Linked DNA regions of Zea mays: regions 1 and 3 are each linked to region 2. A link is a contact called in public Hi-C data. All regions are on one chromosome and are shown on one strand. Each heading gives the region's core, a stretch centred on a gene start, on an enhancer-like site or on the middle of the called end of the contact. The rest is flanking DNA. Distances are from core to core; before and after follow the strand shown. Region 1 holds the start of LOC100282507 (lactoylglutathione lyase). Region 2 holds the start of LOC100277418. Region 3 holds the start of LOC100284041.

Region 1 (2,700 bases), core at 135-2,634, 230 kb before region 2:
AGTTAGCAAGTGACTGCTGATCCCACCCATCGGTCCAAGGGGTCCAAGGTTGATGAAGGTGGGCATCGACAGGAGAGCCGGCTAGGGCTGTGTCGGTGCGACGAAGGACCACCCGAGGATGGGCCAGGCCACAGAGACGCGGTTGATCCACAGGCTGTAGAGATTGGCCAAGGTGCATCACCCCACCCCACCACCCCCACTGTGCACTCCTCCGATCAGAGTCGAGATCGGCGACACACAAAGGCGCATCGACGGAAAATCCGGCGAGCCGGCATTGTTGTGCATATCAATTAGGCATTGGAGGGTTTAGAAAGGTTGTCTACCCACGTCCAGGTACTGTTGCACAGATCTACGTCAAGTTCTCCATCAACTAGGAACGTCAAGTCCCAGTTTGGTGAAGACAAGATCTTCTTCATCTACATCAAGCATAAAGTCAATTGATAGCATCTACAAGCTCTGTTAAGACCGCCTTCGTGTTGGGGAACCTCGTGGTTCTGTTGAGACCGCCAATACTGAGAATTTTAGAGGTTGCAATTAACATAAAGTCAGGGAAGTGGTGTGCCCATTCTAATAAATAATGTTGTAATTGCTGTACTTCTGTAGGGGCGGCTTGTGTCTAACACTCTAACTCAATGGAATATACTATTGAACTTCTGTAGTCTGCTAGTCTCTACTCTCTAGTCTCTACTTGGTTCAACGAAGGTTAAAGACTTGCAGTTGCAGGTAACCATAAACTTAGCAGAAATTCAGAACTTTCGAAGTTGTGAATTCTTGAAGAGCTGCAATTCTCTAGCCAATTGCAACAAGCATGGACCTGTCTTTTCATTAATTTTGATGAAGAGAAAAGGCAACACAGGATGCGGACTCTGCGACCTCGTTTGATCACCGCAAAAACGAGCAGGGCATCTCTCACCGTCAGGGTCGAAGAAGAAGACCTGGCGCGTGCGCCCATCCGGCTGCGACTTTTCGAACACATCGGTGCCGCGCGCCTTCAGCCCGGTCACGAACCCGTCGTAGTCAGCGACGGAGAAGGCGAGGTGGTGGCGCCGGGGCAGCTGCGACGGCGGCGCGCCCTCGGCGCCAGGCCCCACCGCGACGGGTGCCGCGGCGGGGTCCCGCTCGATGAGGTGGAGCGCGACGTCGGGGGAGCTCGGGAGGCGGAGCCATGCGACCTGGAAGCCCGAGTAGGTGGGCGAAGGGATGCGCTCGAACCCCAGCACGGCCTCGTAGAAGGCGGCGAGTCGGGCCACGTCGGAGGTCTCCCGCGCGATGTGGTTGAGCTGCAGCGTCGCCATCGGAGAAGAGGGTGGGGACAAGGAAGAGGATCAGAGGAGTTGGGCGCGGCGCGGCCGGCGAGGCGTCTCGTAATGTTGGGAGTTGGGACTTGAGAGTGTGGTGCTGTTGCTGCCGATGCCCGTCTTTGACTCTTGCTAGGGCCGCTAGGCCAGCGACAGCGTGCTGCACACGTGTGTGATCAGTTCGCTCCTCCCCGGACTAGAAATCTAGAATTCACCCGAAAAAAAGTGGGACAGTTCAACAAAGGAGCTGCTTTTCGTAGATTCAGGATACTTGTTTGAGTGTTTCCATCTCGCGGGAAGGTTATTGTTTTTTTTCCAACTATTTCTTCTAAATTTAAATGTGAATAACAACCGCTATGCTAGATGCATAGGAATAGACATTTGTCGTGAATTAGGTGTCTATGATTGCTTTACACTACTATCTCCACTTATTTATTTTCTAACAATTCAGCCGATAAATTAGATAATCCAGTGTTTTTTTTTTATTTTTAGATAGTTACAGTCTTTATGCTTAATGTTTTACGACCTATAACTTATAATCATAACTTTTTAAATAGTCTTTTATTACTTTATAGTAGCTACCTTATTATGACAACCTTTTGGAGCGGGTGTTTAAATACAAAGACTAAACTTTCTCTGTTATAGGATGTTTGGATGCTAGAAGTATTAAATATAATCTAATAATAAATACTAATTATACATATGAGAACTAAATGGCAATACGAACCTAGTAAGAGAGTGTTTGGTTTCTACAAACTAATTTTTAGTCTCTTTATTTTAGTCTATAAATTGCTAAACACATGGACTAAAAGAGGAATTATCTCTATTTTAGTTCTTGTGATTGGCAATTTAGCGACTAAAAATTAGATTCTAGAAACCAAACACACTCTAAGCCTAATTAATTTATGGTTCGCTCATGTGATACTAAAATATTTACTAATTATGGATTAATTAGGTTTAATCAATCTGGCTCGTCGTTTAGTCTTCATCTGTATAATTAGTTTTATAATTATATTATATTTAATACTCGTAATTGATATTCAAAAATTCATTATATAGACTAAATTTTAGTGCAACCGAACACCCTAATAACCTTTGAAACACTTTTTTTCAAATTTCAGTAACGCTAACTTTTCAAGGAATATATATTGATCTGCGTCTAGCAAAATTTTTGTGTTCGAATCGAGTATTTCCCAACATTTGGTGGCATTTTGCGCATTATCTCCACTTATGCTTCAACTCTTGGTCAATTCTTTAAGCTATTCACGGTAGATCGTGTAAAATAAGGAATTTATATTATAGTACATTTTGAAATAGTGAATAATATAGAGGACGGAATAGGATAGACAGAGATACGTATACATGGAAATGCACGTAGAAGAAACACGTCCGTATGTGTCGC
Region 2 (2,700 bases), core at 84-2,583:
GTACAGGAAGCACCTGGGGCACGCCGCGGCCACCATCCCGCCGCCGGAGGGCGAGTCGCAGCCGTCGCCCTGCTCCACGCCGCCGCCGCCGCCGCCGCCGCCGCCGCGGCGCTTCACGGAGGACGTGGTCACGGAAGACGACGACGGGGACGCGCCCGCGCCGCTGTGCTGCTGCTGCTGGTGCGGGTGCGGGGACTGGTGCTGCCTGCCGCGCTCGAACCGCTCCAGGGCCGTCTTCACCTTCTCGATCGTGCACACGCTGTGGTACGTAGCCGTGGCGCCGCCCGCGACCGCTGGTGCCGCTGCCGCTGCCGCCGTCGCGGCGCAGGGCTTCGTGGTGGCGGCTACCGGGAACAGGTTCAGGTCCCTCGGCGCCGCCGGGCACGCGTGCTTCTGCTGGTGCACCCTCGCGGGCTGCACGTGGGCGCACAAAAAAAAAACATTAGCTTCGTTTCTCAACTAGAGCAAGTACAACTGATTGTGATTATAGATAAGCGTAAGCTAATGCAGCTACTGATGTGCTAGTAAATTCTTCTATAATCACAACTGATTGTGATTATAGATAATAAAGCACAAAAAAGGACAGCATGCATGTGCAAGTACAGATTTTAGTATTTCGCGTTTAGTTTAGTGGGAATGTTTAATGGTTCTGGTAGAGCAACATGTTTCATATAAAATTCTGATCACGAGGGAATGGAATTTGGACTAATATTACTATTGACCACTTGCAAATCCAAACTGGATACTATAGGCTATAGCAGAATAGTCGTCTTGGATGGAGGCCTCGGACCAAGACTTTTCCACGTTGGAGAAAGCGAAGAAAGTTCTTCCTTCTTCGAAAAACTTATGAACACCAAGGTCAAGGTGCGCTCTTCCAATTCAATCAAGCAACATCAGCAAGCGGGTCCGATCCGAAGGCGAGCATGCACAGGCACATCACACGCAGAGGCAGGGGAGAGCAGAGAACAGAGAGGCTTTGCGAATTCAAAGACAGCACGGGGCCGAGGTGCTTACCACGGCGTCATTCCTGGCGGACGCGTCCCTGGCGTCGTCTTCGGCGGCGGCGCACCCGCCGAGGAAGTCCCTGGTGACGAGCTCCGCCGCCCTCCCGCCGGTGGCTCCCCGCGCCATGAACCCCAGCGCCTCGGCCGCCATCTCGCCTCTCGTCTCTAGCTCAGCCGCAGCATGCGGCGACGGCCGTTTCGCCTTGGCGGTGGCAGCTCTCAGGCGCGCAGGCAGAGAGAGAGAGGGAGAGAGAGACGAAGGGGGGAGGAGGATGTGTGTGTCGTGCACTCGCTGGTAGCAGTAGTAGTGCTAGCGCAGGAGGGGAGAGAGAGGAGGTGCGTGGGCGAGCAGGGCAGAGGACGAGGAGGGAGCGAGCGAGTGATAAAAAAGGGTCGGGGTTTGGAGGCACGTATGGGCGCGGCATTAATTAAGGTGTTGGAAAGGCGAGGCATGAGGACAAGATGTGCAATGAATGCGAGCGGGGTAGGCCGCATTGATGGCAGATGGCGCCCGCTGTGTGTGATGGGGATGGACCAGCCTATGCCACTCACTGCTCTGCGCCTCCCCCGTCTAGTACTCTCGTGTACTACGCGTAGCTGAACCGGAGGAGCCGAGCCGTCGTAGTTGAGTACCGTACTCCAGCTCCAGCGCCACACACACACTTGCGGGTTGCGTGGGGATCACGCGGGACCCACGCCCCGAGATCTTCATTGGGATCGGTAAACAATTGACACACTAGGAATGTGGTGCCGGACGAATAATCTTTTCCCTTTTTCTTAATTCTCGTAGCTTAGGGTTTTACAACTGCACTTAATATAGAGCTTCTTGAGTCTAAGGCCTAATTGAAAAAATAAAATAGGTGAACTCTTCGCGAAGAGTCCGTTTTTCACGACTTTCTATACACGTTGTGTCTTAGCTGTATTTATGATCTACTAGCTGAATGCCCGTGCGTTGCAACGGAAATATATAATACCAGTATACTACGATAACTTATATATAAAATATGTGTTATACCGTTATGCGAAAATGTTTCATAATCAATTTGTGATTCTGGCCATACATAAATTTTGTTATTCATAATCTATCTGTTTCACCACTATATTGCAACCATCAGTATCATGCAGACTTCGATATATGTCACGATTTGCATGGTCTCATTATTGGAGAGCATGTTTCACACATACCGGAAGAAATTCCCTCGTACATCGTTAGTCATCGGACACGTACCACCATACGCTTTTGCTTAAACAAAAAGGTGAGTGTGTGTATTTGCAAGACGAATGGTCAAACATCGTATAACCATAAAGTTAGAATACTATATTAATATATTAAATAAATTAATCCAATAGATATAGATTAACCCAATTAACATAGAATAAAATAAATATCTAATTATAAAAGTATGAAACATGGTATAATCAATGTTGTTACTGCGTAGTAAATATTCATACGAGACTAACACAACTGAAACAGTTCAATTTAGAATTAAAATGAGGAAGCTGCGAATTTCCAAAGTTTCTATGTATTTGATATATGATTAATTAGGAAATCAATTTATTGTTGTTTTCATGACAAAACATAGGTATTATGTGATAAAAAATAATATTATAGAATTATAGAAATTGGAATGAACTTATTTGGATTTAATATGAAATTTCCATGAATTAAATGGGTTTCTGCAATTATTTTTAAACT
Region 3 (2,700 bases), core at 201-2,700, 200 kb after region 2:
AATATTTGAGGTCCAGGCTCATTTTTGCAAGTAATTTTCTGACTCACAACTAATCTCATGCTATCAGTTTACGCTGGTAAAAAAATCATTTTATATGCTCATTTATTTCCAGGGACTAGTTTCAATGTTGTAAGTACATTAATTTTCGAAAGTACAACAAGAGGTCCTTGGAGGATGAATCCAAGAGTTCTTGGCATTAGGTGAGAAATGCAGATAGTTTACTTACTACTTTACCCATTTGTATCATCAATTAATTTATCAGTCTGCCTTATGGGCTTCTGCTGTGTATGTCGTGCTGTTCAATGTTTGTGCTGAGATATAGAACATTTTTATTTTCTGACCATCATATTCCATAAAACCATTGTGGGTTTTCTCTGCTTTCAAACTGAACTATCAGATCACACAAAAGTTAGAGCTGGCACTCCAAATATTTAGTCATTTGGTTAACATTCGTATGTGATTTGGCAAGACTGTCATGCTCTGCATAAACCGTACTAGATCATCATACATACTAAGTAGTTACTAAGTGTACCAAAAACTAAATGTGTGGGCTGATCAGAACAGGCCCAATCTTAACTTTCGCGGGGCAAGGTCGCACCTGCCTTTTAGTCTAGTTTCTAACATAAGGTCATACATTGGCCAGATGCAGAATCGATGAGAAATTATTTCCGAGTTCCGACTAACGGCCGTCTCAATAGATAATCGCTCACACGAGTGCTAGAAGATCGAGAAGTAGGACGTACGTGGTTGGGTCGATCTTGGCGGTGAAGGAGCGAAGGGAGAAGAGGAGTCCGAACATGAGCTTGTGGTCCTGGGTGGGATCGAGCGTGCGGAGCGGGCGATGCCACTCGCGGTAGAGCAGGCAGACGCCGTTACGGTTGAAGACGTAGAGGACCTGCGCGCTGGCGCCCGTGCCCGTGCCGGGGGGCGCCGCCGGGGCTGGGGTCGCCTCCGGCGCGATCGACGTCAGCGACGAACCGCCGAAGAACTGCATCAGCCGCCGTTTGCCCGGATCTGTCGCGGAGACGCGAGTCGGATCTCCGGCCGGAAAGGGAGGCTGAAGTCTTGTGATGCGTTTTCCAGGAGAGTGTGGGTCTTCTTCCTCGCTTCTCGTCCTCCAGGCGCCGATGTGCAGACGTCTCTGCTAGGGCGGCGATGTGCAGGCGAGTGGATAGGCGGTGGCGTGCAGACGGATGACGCGCTGGGGAGGGGACAGCTGGCGGCGGAGCGGAGGCAGCTCGGGAGGAAGCGCCGGTGAAGGAGCGAGGGGAGTTTTTTTCCCCTATTATAACACTCTTTTTAACAGACTTCTCTTACCGTATTCTCAAAATCATCTTCTCTATAATGATATTTATAAGTTATCTTATACTTCTAAATAGTACTTTAACTCTATAGTGGAGCTATGCTCACGCAGTCACGCCATAGTGGAGCCACCTCGGCGCCAAGATTGTGGCACAAAGGTTACGGCAACAAGATGACTACCACACTAGCATTATATGATCACCAGTCATGCAATCTTGGCGTCATAGGTCATAACGTCGAGCCATTTTACCTCAGTGTCATGGCTTACAACGATGACTCTAAGATTCAAAGCTGAGTTTTTTACCACAAGAGGTATAAATGAGGATGTTTGACAAAAGGATTAAGCTTTAAAAAAAATCAGCAACCACAGACTGATGGTGATCCATACTCCCATGCAAAAAACAAAAAAAAAATACTCAAACAGACTAAGAAAGTCTAGGGAACAAAAACCAATTTTCAGTAAATGGTTGCATAAATTTGGTTGATATTATATTGTTATTTGTAAACCAATCACGATTAATGATATTGATGATAGCATTTTATTAGAAAATAAAGTAAGAGTACATGCTCTTTCTTGATTTGTTCTAAAATATCTAGAACACACTATATTACAGGAGCACATAGAGATAAATAAAAAATATGGAGAGAATTATTCACTTAGCCATAGAAAAAGTTCCACTTCCTTCTTTGTCCCTTTTATTTCTGAAGTTGCATATTTGACCCAAAAAGTTATTGGTGACACTTCCCTAGTCGTTGAAAGATTTCATCCCTTGGAGCAAGCTTGCTTTGCTTACTTAAGAAACAAGTAAAAAAATTGGTTCCTTATATGATGCTTCCGTTAGTTTAAGGACTCAATGCTATTAAGTCGAAAGACAAAATAGTGACTTTATTGTTGGGTGGAGAATGGATTAGTGTAGAGTTTAGTTTATCCATGTTTAGTTTTGAGCAACATCTCACATGCTTTCATGTTAAAAAAACAATATATTCATTGTTTTGTATAGTTATGACAACCTTAAACCATTTAAATTATCAAGAATCTGGCTTAAAATCAAGTAGACATGAACTGGACTATGTCACTAGGGGTGTTTGAATGAACTAGATCTAATAGTTAGTTGACTGAAAAATGTTAGTGTAAATAGCTAACCAACAGATAATTATCTAACTATTAGCTAATTTGGTAAAAATAGTTGTTTGGATGCCTTCAGCTAATCTTAGCAGCGAACTATTAGTTCTAGTGCATTCAAATACCTCCTAACTCGTTTTAGATAGGAACAAAATTACCATTTTGCCCCTGACTTATAGCACGGTTAAGTCCCAAAAATAACAGAAGGGATTACGTTGGATTGTCGGCTAACGAGATCTCAAGATGGGGACGTATGGAAGCTCATGTTATTTTAA

What was found. Hi-C and Micro-C count contacts between places; a contact is called where the count stands out from the background.
Region 1: a Hi-C map of ear shows a contact between it and region 2, with 2.9 times the contacts expected there. The contact joins the promoter of LOC100282507 here to the promoter of LOC100277418 in region 2. A contact is called at or near these places in 5 of 25 Hi-C or Micro-C datasets (ear, endosperm, leaf and 2 more).
Region 3: a Hi-C map of ear shows a contact between it and region 2, with 3 times the contacts expected there. The contact joins the promoter of LOC100284041 here to the promoter of LOC100277418 in region 2. A contact is called at or near these places in 5 of 25 Hi-C or Micro-C datasets (bundle sheath, ear, leaf and 2 more).

The regions. Positions count from the first base shown.
Region 1 is chr1:265,403,924-265,406,623 of Zm-B73-REFERENCE-NAM-5.0, reverse strand. LOC100282507 (lactoylglutathione lyase) reads right to left here and starts at 1,384. Exons shown (of 3, transcript NM_001371867.1): 1 at 914-1,384. The coding sequence starts at 1,295.
Region 2 is chr1:265,178,775-265,181,474 of Zm-B73-REFERENCE-NAM-5.0, reverse strand. LOC100277418 reads right to left here and starts at 1,333. Exons shown (of 2, transcript NM_001165631.1): 1 at 1,015-1,333; 2 at 1-414. The coding sequence starts at 1,155.
Region 3 is chr1:264,977,866-264,980,565 of Zm-B73-REFERENCE-NAM-5.0, reverse strand. It overlaps LOC100284041, which reads right to left and starts at 1,450. Exons shown (of 5, transcript NM_001156939.1): 1 at 744-1,450. The coding sequence starts at 994.